3 separate regions of the Mus musculus genome follow, and all the other regions are linked to region 1. A link is a contact called in public Hi-C and promoter capture Hi-C data. All regions are on one chromosome and are shown on one strand. The core of a region is the stretch at or near the end of the contact, and the rest is flanking DNA. Distances in the headings are between cores, read along the strand shown.

Region 1 (3,465 bases), core at 281-2,780:
GCTTGTGATACGCCACCTGCCTTTCTCCTCTGCTACCGCCAGTAAGGTGGCCCCAGGTTGGGGACTGTGCTGCTGCAGCTTGCCGGGAGCCCCACCTCGCAATGGGTGAGCTTCGGGGAGATACGGGAGCGCTAAATCGAAGCCCGGTCGGAAGATGTCCGAGGAGGGGCTGGCCTCAGCTACCATCGCCTGTCCCAGCCTGGTGCAAGGGGCTGGGTAGAGACTCAACACCAGATGGTTCCGGCCTCCGTTCCAGTTCGGAGGCAGGGGCCCGCAGGCTCCTCTACGATCCTGGCTGGGGAGAAAAAGGAGAAGGCAAGCGTCTGCTGGGCTGAGTGCAGAGTAGCGGGAGCCTTCCAAGGAATCCAGGATCCTGCGCTGAGCCTCAGAGGTCGGACCAGCCGGGGAGTGCACAAAGATCTTGAGGACCTTTCCCCTACACTTGGAGGTGTCAAAGCAGGCTCCCCAGGTGCAGCTGCTTCCCCGAGAGACCCGAGGGAGCTGTGCGACATCTTCTGGGTTCGTCTCAGACTGGGAGAAACTCTGTAAGAAGGCAGCATCCAGCCAGCGGGGCCAGCCTTGGGAGCGCCCTGGAAGAGGACCGGGCAACACTGCCAGGCGAAGGGGGAAGACTCCTAGGAGGACGAGGAGGAGCCAGAAGGCTGACAACGCCAGCCAGAAGGACTTTCTTCTCCACAGCATGTGGCCACCAACAGCTAGGACTAGAAGGAAGTGAGGAATTTCTGTAGCAAGTGGAGGAGGCGACCCCAGGCAGGAGGGAGCTGGAAATCAGCCTTCTGGTCCAGCGCTCTCACCATTGAAGGCAGGTCCCCTAGCTAAGTTCGACTAACCATTGGCCACCTGTGGGATTGACCCCTCGTGGGAAGTCCAAGGAGGCTCTGGCTTTCTAAATTTGCATTCCCACTCTCCGACTGCTTTCTCTACCTTCACACAACCTTGCCACCCTTTGCCCTCTCATCGGGACCTCTGCCCTGGGCCACTGCTCGGGCTGATGCAACCCTTGTCCAGACCACAAGATCGTGTCCATTTGCGCTCAGGACTGCACCCCTGATCTTACCCTTGACCCAAGGGCAGGCTATCTATGGAGAACTGTCTGGGTTCATGGGGAGTGGGTATCGGGAGGGGGTGGCCAAGGATGATGTAGAAGGAGGCAGGACTGTCCTCTCCCACTCTTCCCTCTGCCCCAAAAGCTCTTGAAAAAAACCCTGGCTACCCCTGTGTTTGGTGGCTGGCCTTCTGTGGCAGAACTATAAATAGACCTTGTGTCCATGTGGGCCACCAGAGCCAGCTGAAGTTGGAGCCGGAGTGCATCCCATGCCCGCCGCCTGGGGAATGAGAAGGTTCGGAGTGTGGTCTTCTTCCCCTCGGCTATGGCCCCTAACCCAGGCAGCTGCTCTGCACCCTCCGGCTAGGAGCTGTCACAGGGCAGAGGGCAAGACCTACGCTCCAAATTCCTGTTCCTGCCCCACAGGTCCAGCCGGCAGCTCCAGGTCCCACTCCAGAAGGTATCAAGTCGGTCCAGCTCTCTTTCGCAGCAGCAGCAGCCTGGCCACACCCCCGCCAGCTCTGATTGGCTCCTGGCTAGGAGGCAGGGTTTCCACTTAACCCCTTGCAACCTCTTTCGCTGGGGTACCGTTTCGTTTCTTTTTCCTTTTTTTTTTTTTTTGAGACGAGGGGGGTGGGGATGTTCCTGTAGCCCCGGTTGGTTTCAAACCCACCTTGCAACCAAGGACTTTGAGTCCCTGATCAATCTGTCTTCACCTCGGAGTGCTCGAATGCCAGCTACCTGCCATCACGCCTGGCTCTGGAAGATTAATAATGGTCAGGAGGGCACCATACCTCACTGGTGGCTGTGGATTGACAGTTTGCTTCTCTCCAAGGTCTTTACCAGTGATCCAAAGTAGATGTTTATCTGCCTTTCCCCCCCCCTTTTATTACGATTATCATTGTCTATTTTTAGAATTGATGTTGTGGTACTGGGAGTAGAACCCAAGGCTTTGTGCACACTAGACAAGTATTCTATCACTGAATTACATCACCAGCTCTTTTGTCTTTTTTACTATTGAGAAAAATGAAGCGCAGAGCAGGGATTGCCTTTCTTAAGGTGACCCAGCTTTGATGTGTCCAGGTGAAGATTTGAACTCAGAGCCTGGCCTGATGGGGCCTCTTCTTGTCCCCTCGGCCACTGAATGGAGCTGGGCAGTGTCTACCTGCATCTTTAAAATGGATTAACATCATTCCCTTGGAGGGTTGCTATTGTAGGTCCTACAAGAGCACTTGGTGGGGTGTCCTTCAACAAGGAAGTATCCTTCCGCTGGCCTCTCCTCCTTGGTGAGCAGCCTGAGGGCAGGGCACAGTGAGGTGCCCAGGAACATCCTCAAAATGGGATCAAGAAGAATCTGGCCTCTTGCAGTAAGAGGTAGGTCGCTCCGTGATAGACAGCTGCTCAGGCAAACCGCAGGCTTTCTCACGCAGGAGACAGGTGTGGGCATGCGCTGTTGCCATCCCACCAGGCTTGGAATTGGCAGAAGGTTCCCTTCCTCTAGGAAGCGGCTGAGACTCCTGAGTCAGAGCCAGGACCCTCCTTCAGGGGCTCAAGCTTGCTCTGGCCACATCCATGTTCAATCATCTAAGAGATCCTTCGCATCCTAACTTGGACCAGGTTCCCAGGGAGGCACTGGAAGTGCCATGCTGAATAAGAGTAATAGTGTAGGTGACTATGTCCTGAGCACGCTGGAAATGACTATAAAGGAGATATTACTATCATTCCCATTTTACAGAAGAGAAAGTTGAGGCTCAGGGAACTTGAGTAACTTTGCCTGTATTCCCATGGCTTAGCCAGGTCCTAAGCCATCTATCTATACATCTTCTCTTTTATTCTGAGGCAGTGTTTCTCTATGTAGCCAAGAACACACTATATAAACCAGGCTAGCCTTGATCTTGCGTGTCTCTGTGTCCCCTGTGCTAGGATTAAAGGTATATGTTACCATACCTGGCCATTCATTTTAAAAACATATTTATTTTTATTTGGTGTGTATGAGTGTTTGCCTCTGTGTGTGTGTGTGTGTGTGTGTGTGTGTGTGTGTGTGTGTGTGTGTGTGTGCCTGTGCATGCCTGTCTACAGTATTACAGTATGCATGCCCTGTGCCTAGGGGGGCCAGAAGAGGGCATCAGATTCACTGGAACTGAAGTTAGAGATAATTGCGAGCTGCCATGTGGGTTCTAGGAACCAAACCTGGGTTCACTGTATAAAAAAAAAAAAGAGCTCTGAGCCATTCTTCCAGCCTACCATCCATACCTTTAACCACTAAACAGGCAATGTGCAGAGTGAGATGGGCCCTCTCCTCTACCCCTGTTGTTAGAGAGCCTATGGATGGGGGAACCTGACAGCACACAGTGGGGCTGCTGAACCCAGGGGCCGAGAAGGCCTCTGAGGGTGACCTT
Region 2 (3,465 bases), core at 468-2,967, 210 kb before region 1:
AAAAAAAAAATCAAATCAAGCTAGACTGGATGGTGGACCGAATGCCTGTAATTCCATTAGTTGTCTTCCAAGCTTTGAAATAGTGACTTCGAGGTCAGCCTGAACTACTATATGAAACACTGTCTCTAAAATCTGAAAATATTAAAACCTTATGGCGTAAGACTGGGTTATATAGTCCAGTGATAGGGCATTTGCCTAAGATGTACAAAAGCCCTTGATTTTTCCAGCAACACAGTCACAGTATAAAAGCAAAACCGGCAGACAAGTAGGCTGGGGGAAGACTATTTAGTTGGTAAAATACTTGCTGTGACCCAGTCTGGTGACCTGAGTTTAATTACCAGCCCCATGCAAAAAGCTGAGCAAGGTAGCAAAAGCTCTTCATCCTAGTGCAAGAGACCCCTCGAGGCTTGTCGGACACAGTCTTGTCGGACACGGTCTAGCTGAGTCAATGAGCTCTAGGGTAGGTAGACTGCATCTGCTTGCCAGCATCCATGAAGTCCTGGGTTAACTCTGCTTAAACTGGGTAGTATAGCATATGCCCACAAACAGAAAGTGGAGATAGGAAGAGAAGAAGGTCAAGGCCATCCTTTGCTACATATAAGTTCTAGAACAGCCTGGGACAGATGAGACACCTCGTGAAAGAAAGGAAAGAGGGTGGGGGGGGGACATAGGGAAGGAAAGGAAAGAATAAAAAGGAAGAAGAGGAAGGAAGAGGGGAGGGAGAGGGTGTGGGTGTGATGGAAGGACAAGATTTCAGCAAGCAAGTAAACAAGCAAACAAACAAACAAACAAACAAAATCACTGTGTGCTTGTGGTGCTGGAAGTTAAACTCTGGGTAAGCACTTTCCCTTAGCCTCAATAAAAATAAAACATGAAAGACCCCACCATAAGGCTTAGCAAGCTAGCTGCAGTAACGCCATTTTGCAAGGCATGAAAAAGTACCAGAGCTGAGCTCTCAAAAGTTACAAGGAAGTTCAGTTAAAGATTAACAGTTACAAATCAAGGCTGAATAATACTAGGACAAGGGCCAAACAGGATATCGGTGGTCAAGCGCCTGGGCCCCGGCTCAGGGCCAAGAACAGATGGTACCCAGATAAAGCGGAACCAGCAACAGTTTCTGAAAAAGTCCCACCTCAGTTTCAGGTTCCCCAAATGACCAGGAAATACCCCAAGCCTTGATTTGAACTAACCACTCAGCTCGCTTCTCGCTTCTGTACCCGCGCTTTTTGCTCCCCAGCCCCAGCCCTATAAAAAGGGTAAGAACTCCACACTCGGCGCGCCAGTCCTCCGACAGACTGAGTCGCCCGGGTACCCGTGTTCCCAATAAAGCCTCTTGCTGATTACATCCGAATCGTGGTCTCGCTGATCCTTGGGAGGGTCTCCTCAGATTGATTGACCACCCACCTCGGGGGTCTTTCATTTGGAGGTTCCACCGAGATTAGGAGACCCCTGCCCAGGGACCACCGACCCCCGCCGGGAGGTAAGCTGGCCAGCGGTCGTTTCGTGTCTGTCTCTGTCTCCGTGCGTGTTGCGTGTTTGTGCCGGCATCTAATGTTTGCGCCTGCGTCTGTACTAGTTAGCTAACTAGATCTGTATCTGGCGGTTCTGCGGAAGAACTGACGAGTTCGTATTCCCGGCCGCAGCCCTGGGAGACGTCCCAGCGGCCTCGGGGGCCCGTTTTGTGGCCCATTCTGTATCAGTTAACCTACCCGAGTCGGACTTTTTGGAGCTCCTCCACTGTCCGAGGGGCACGTGGCTTTGTTGGGGGACGAGAGGCGGAGACACTTCCCTCCCCCGTCTGAATTTTTTACTTTCGGTTTTACGCCGAAACCGCGCCGCGCGTCTGATTTGTTTGTTGTCCTTTTGTCCTTCGTTAGTTTTCTCCTGTCTTTAAGTGTTTTCGAGATCATGGGACAGACCGTAACTACCCCTCTGAGTCTAACCTTGCAGCACTGGGGAGATGTCCAGCGCATTGCATCCAATCAGTCTGTGGATGTCAGGAAGAGGCGCTGGGTTACCTTCTGTTCCGCCGAATGGCCAACTTTCAATGTGGGATGGCCTCAGGATGGTACTTTTAATTTAGGTATTATCTCTCAGGTCAAGTCTAGAGTGTTTTGTCCTGGTCCCCACGGACACCCGGATCAGGTCCCATATATCGTCACCTGGGAGGCACTTGCCTATGACCCCCCTCCGTGGGTCAAACCGTTTGTCTCTCCAAAACCCCCTCCTTTACCGACAGCTCCCGTCCTCCCGCCCGGTCCTTCTGCGCAACCTCCGTCCCGATCTGCCCTTTACCCTGCCCTTACCCCCTCTATAAAGACCAAACCTCCTAAGCCCCAGGTTCTCCCTGATAACGGCGGACCTCTCATTGACCTTCTCACAGAGGACCCCCCGCCGTACGGAGCACAACCTTCCTCCTCTGCCAGAGGGAACGATGAAGAAGAGGCGGCCGCCACCTCCGAGGTTTCCCCCCCTTCTCCCATGGTGTCTCGACTGCGGGGAAGGAGGGACCCTCCCGCAGCGGACTCCACCTCCTCCCAGGCATTCCCACTCCGCATGGGGGGAGATGGCCAGCTTCAGTATTGGCCGTTTTCCTCCTCGGACTTATACAATTGGAAAAATAATAACCCTTCCTTTTCTGAAGATCCAGGTAAATTGACGGCCTTGATTGAGTCCGTCCTCATCACCCACCAGCCCACCTGGGACGACTGTCAGCAGTTGTTGGGGACCCTGCTGACCGGAGAAGAAAAGCAGCGGGTGCTCCTAGAGGCTAGAAAGGCAGTCCGGGGCAATGATGGACGCCCCACTCAGTTGCCTAATGAAGTCAATGCTGCTTTTCCCCTTGAACGCCCCGATTGGGATTACACCACTACAGAAGGTAGGAACCACCTAGTCCTCTATCGCCAGTTGCTCTTAGCGGGTCTCCAAAACGCGGGCAGAAGCCCCACCAATTTGGCCAAGGTAAAAGGGATAACCCAGGGACCTAATGAGTCTCCCTCAGCCTTTTTAGAGAGACTCAAGGAGGCCTATCGCAGGTACACTCCTTATGACCCTGAGGACCCAGGGCAAGAAACCAATGTGTCTATGTCATTCATCTGGCAGTCTGCCCCGGATATCGGGCGAAAGTTAGAGCGGTTAGAAGATTTAAAGAGCAAGACCTTAGGAGACTTAGTGAGGGAAGCTGAAAAGATCTTTAATAAGCGAGAAACCCCGGAAGAAAGAGAGGAACGTATCAGGAGAGAAACAGAGGAAAAAGAAGAACGCCGTAGGGCAGAGGATGAGCAGAGAGAGAAAGAAAGGGACCGCAGGAGACATAGAGAGATGAGCAAGCTCTTGGCCACTGTAGTTATTGGTCAGAGACAGGATAGACAGGGGGGAGAGCGGAGGAGGCCCCAACTTGATAAGGACCAATGCGCCTACTGCAAAGAAAAGGGACACTGGGCTAAGGACTGCCCAAAGAAGCCA
Region 3 (3,465 bases), core at 390-2,889, 170 kb before region 1:
TGTGCTTCTCTCTCTCTCTCTCTCTCTCTCTCTCTCTCTCTCTCTCTCTCTCCCTCTCCCTCCTGTGTGTGTGTACAAAGCCAGTCATGCCACACACACCTGTAATCCCCATCAGTCTCTGGTCCCAGAAGCTGGCACAGAGTAGATTGTCTCATCTGCGCAGCCGCGGACCCTCTCAGGAGCCATCACTTCTGGTGGATTTGTTCATTTCATGCTAACGCTTTCCCAACCTTTGGACAGACCTTTGGACAGAGTTCCTCTGGGCCTTCTTAGACTTCCATGACCTTTCTAGCCCCGGCCATTTATCTGGTTTGTTTACGTGAGTTATTTGTGTTACTCCATGTTATCCATACACATAAAATTAAAATAAAAGAGAAACTTTACAAAGAAAAGGAGGAAGAAGAGGAGGAGGGAGAAGAAGAGGAGGGGAAGGAGGAGGAAGAGGAGGAGAAGAGGAGGAGGGAGAGGAGGAGGAAGGAGAGGAGGAGGAGGAGGAGAAACAGCAGCAGCAGTAGACAATGACCACTTCCTGGAAGGGATTATACGCACTTACCCAAGTGGGAATAGTAGCTGTCATTGCACGCACAACCTCCGGTACTGGCCTGATACTCATCCAAAGCACAGGTGCCACCTCCCGGACCACTGCTCTGGTTAGAGTTGGAGGGTGCTTTACTGGTCCCGATCATAGTGGAGGATTTGGTTGTCTCTGAGGAGCTAGGAACAAGGGCTGTAGAATGGTCCGATGACTGGGTTGTACCCAGGCTGACGCTTGAGTCCGTCTGTGCTGGCTGGGAAGGTGTCTGTGTGATTGTGCTGTGGTGTGTGTCAGGTGACATACTCATTGTTGTGGGGCCTGTTGCTGGGGTTGGGGGTATAGTTGTAGTGTCCCTTTCCTGAGTCTCAGATGTGCCTGTGCTAAGCACAGTGGTCCTCAGATTAGCTGTGGTTGGTGAAGAGGTGTCTCTAGTTGTCACGGTTGTTGTGTGTAAAGGTTTATTTGTGTCAATGGCTTTATCCAGTGTTGATGAGGGTGCAGTTAGAGTTAACTTCTCAGGCACGGTGGGTATCCCAGTTCCAGATGACAGGATGGCATCCTCTGGTGTGCTTGATGTCGTTGAGGGTGTTGTCATTGAAGTTGTTGTTGTTGTCACAGTCATGTCTGCCTCCCCTGGGCTTGGGGACACTGAGGATCTCATTCCAGTGGTGATGGGCCTTGGTGGTGGCAGTGTTGTGAGTTTAGTCCTGCTGTCGCTTGAGTCCGTCTGTGGCTGGGAAGGTGTCTGTGTGATTGTGCTGTGGTGTGTGCCAGGTGACATACTCATTGTTGTGGGGCCTGTTGCTGGGGTTGGGGGTACAGTTGTAGTGTCCCTTTCCTGAGTCTCAGATGTGGCTGTGCTAAGCACAACGGTCCTCAGATTAGCTGTGGTTGGTGAAGAGGTGTCCCTAATTGTCACAGTTGTCATGTGTAAAGGTTTATTTGTGTCAATGGCTTTATCCAGTGTTGATGAGGGTGCAGTTAGAGTTAACTTCTCAGGCACGGTGGGTATCCCAGTTCCAGATGACAGGATGGCATCCTCTGGTGTGCTTAATGTCATTGAGGTTGTTGTCATTGAAGTTGTTGTTGTCATCAAAGGTGTCGTCATGGTCATGTCTGCCTCCCCTGGGCTTGGGGACACTGAGGATCTCATTCCAGTGGTGATGGGCCTTGGTGGTGGCAGTGTTGTGAGTTTAGTCCTGCTGTCGCTTAAGTCCGTCTGTGCTGGCTGGGAGGGCATCTGTGTGACTGTGTTGTGGTGTGTGTCCTGTGGCTTGCTCGTCATTGTGGGGCTTGTTGCTGGGGTTGGGGGTACAGTTGTAGTGTCCCTTTCCTGAGACTCAGATGTGCCTGTGCTAAGCACAGTGGTCCTCAGGTTAGCTGTGATTGGTGAAGAGGTGTCCCTAGTTGTCATGGCCGCCGTGTGTAAAGGTTTATTTGTGTCAATGGCTTTGTCCGGTGTTGGTGAGGGTGGAGTGGCTACAGTGAATAAAATTGTGGTTTCGGATGACTCTACCAGCTCCTTTGCTGCAGAGGTCACCGTGGAATCTAACAGTGACATACTATTGGTGACTGTCTTCACGGCCGTGTGTACCGTCTGCTCAGTGGTCTCTGTTTCACTACTGCTTTGGGGTGATGTTGGAAGAGTAGCTGATGTCATCTGTCCCTGGGACTGAGATGTGGTTGCCTTGTTCACTGATAAACTGTTGAGTTCCTTTGTGGAAGTAGGGCCATTGGTTCGCTGAGACACAACTGAACTTGTGGACGGGCAGGAGAGATTCTTGTTAAGCTCAACGCCTTTTGAGGAAGGTGGGATTGAGGCAACATTGCCTGCGAAAACAGGAACAAGGAAAATAAAGACACTGGCTGACTGTTCCTACCACTTCCTAGGCACTTGAGCTCCCGCGCTCCTGATGAGGAGTTCCAATACAACTAATAGTGGAGCAGCGGCGAGTTCGTATAGCGAGTCACGCTCATTTCCTGTCAGCTCTGCCCTGATCGATTTCAGAGACTGGCTGGAGAGCCTTCTGCTGCAGGCTCCTGACTGCATGCTAAATACTCACCTCATAGCCACATAGAGGTGTAGCTCTCTCCAGCTTCTGCAGCAGCAGCAGCAGCTGCCGCCAACGGACACCATTACAGAAAGCCACAACTAGTCAAAACTCAGAGAACTGACCTTGGAGTGCCCAGCCCCAACAGATGGATCTGAAACACATCCCTTCACCTAAAGTCTGGGGTGGGGGCGGGGTGGGGGTGCTGGAAAGATTCTAAGAGCTGGAGGACTAAGGTGTTTACTTAGAAATAGTATCTTCTTAAGGGGGGGGAGAGGGGCTGGAGAGATAGCTCAGTGGTTAAGAGCACTGACTGCTCTTCCAGAGGTCCTGAGTTCAAATCCCAGCAACCACATGGTGGCTCACAACCATCAGTAATGGGATGAGATGCCCTCTTCTGGTGTGTCTGAAGACAGCAACAGTGTACTGATATGAATAAAATAAATAAATAATTCTTTAAAAAAATAAAAGAAGAAGGAGAGGGTAGGGTGATACTTTGTATTAAATTCTCCTTTCCATTTATTTAAATACTTATTTAATTATTTATTTAATGTATATGAGTGCTCTATCTGCATGTACACCTGCAAGCCAGAAGAGGGCATCAGAACCCATTACAGATGATTGTGAGCCACCATGTGGTTGCTGGGAATTGAACTCAGGACCTCTGGAAGAGCAGCCGGTGCCTTTAACCGCTGAGCCATCTCTCCAGCTAAAATTCCCAACTAATAAAACTATTAATTTTTCAAATGCTTCATGCCAGAGAAGAGAGAGCAGGTGACACTGTAGGCAAATGTGTCTCATTCAAATTAACACTGCTGTAGGAGCTGTGAGAATCCAGATAGAAAGACAACAACAACCATCCCCACCCCTGAACCCTGC

The links. Promoter capture Hi-C pulls out the DNA fragments that hold promoters and counts their contacts. Hi-C and Micro-C count contacts between places; a contact is called where the count stands out from the background.
Region 2: a Hi-C map of liver shows a contact between it and region 1, with 2.5 times the contacts expected there. The contact joins the enhancer-like site here to the promoter of Extl1 in region 1. A contact is called at or near these places in 2 of 484 Hi-C or Micro-C datasets (liver and nephron progenitors) and 3 of 9 other capture datasets (adipose tissue, liver and pancreatic islet).
Region 3: a contact with region 1 is called in a promoter capture Hi-C map of embryonic stem cells, with 4 times the contacts expected there. The contact joins the promoter of Zpld2 here to the promoter of Extl1 in region 1. A contact is called at or near these places in 13 of 39 promoter capture datasets (the HPC-7 cell line, HPC-7-derived erythroid cells, cranial neural crest and 8 more), 19 of 484 Hi-C or Micro-C datasets (the Ba/F3 cell line, the G1E-ER4 cell line, Sertoli cells and 10 more), 3 of 115 datasets of contacts at active chromatin or transcription factors (bone marrow-derived macrophages, embryonic stem cells and stem cell-derived neural progenitor cells) and 5 of 9 other capture datasets (adipose tissue, embryonic stem cells, liver and 2 more).

Annotation. Positions count from the first base shown.
Region 1 is chr4:134,371,017-134,374,481 of GRCm38.p6, forward strand. It overlaps Extl1 (exostosin-like glycosyltransferase 1), which reads right to left and starts at 1,531. Exons shown (of 11, transcript NM_019578.2): 1 at 1-1,531. The coding sequence starts at 702.
Region 2 is chr4:134,158,519-134,161,983 of GRCm38.p6, forward strand. The region is part of intron 3 of Cep85 (centrosomal protein 85); the gene reads right to left. Among named protein-coding and RNA genes, the nearest start is that of Cep85, 27 kb to the right of the region's middle. Within about 2 kb of position 1,718, at least 56 of the 459 cell types and tissues checked have an H3K27ac peak or open chromatin away from gene starts, as enhancers often do. A contact at or near this core is called in adipose tissue, liver and pancreatic islet, where this site is marked.
Region 3 is chr4:134,201,365-134,204,829 of GRCm38.p6, forward strand. Zpld2 (zona pellucida like domain containing 2) reads right to left here and starts at 1,640. Exons shown (of 8, transcript NM_001080712.1): 1 at 554-1,640. The coding sequence starts at 1,628.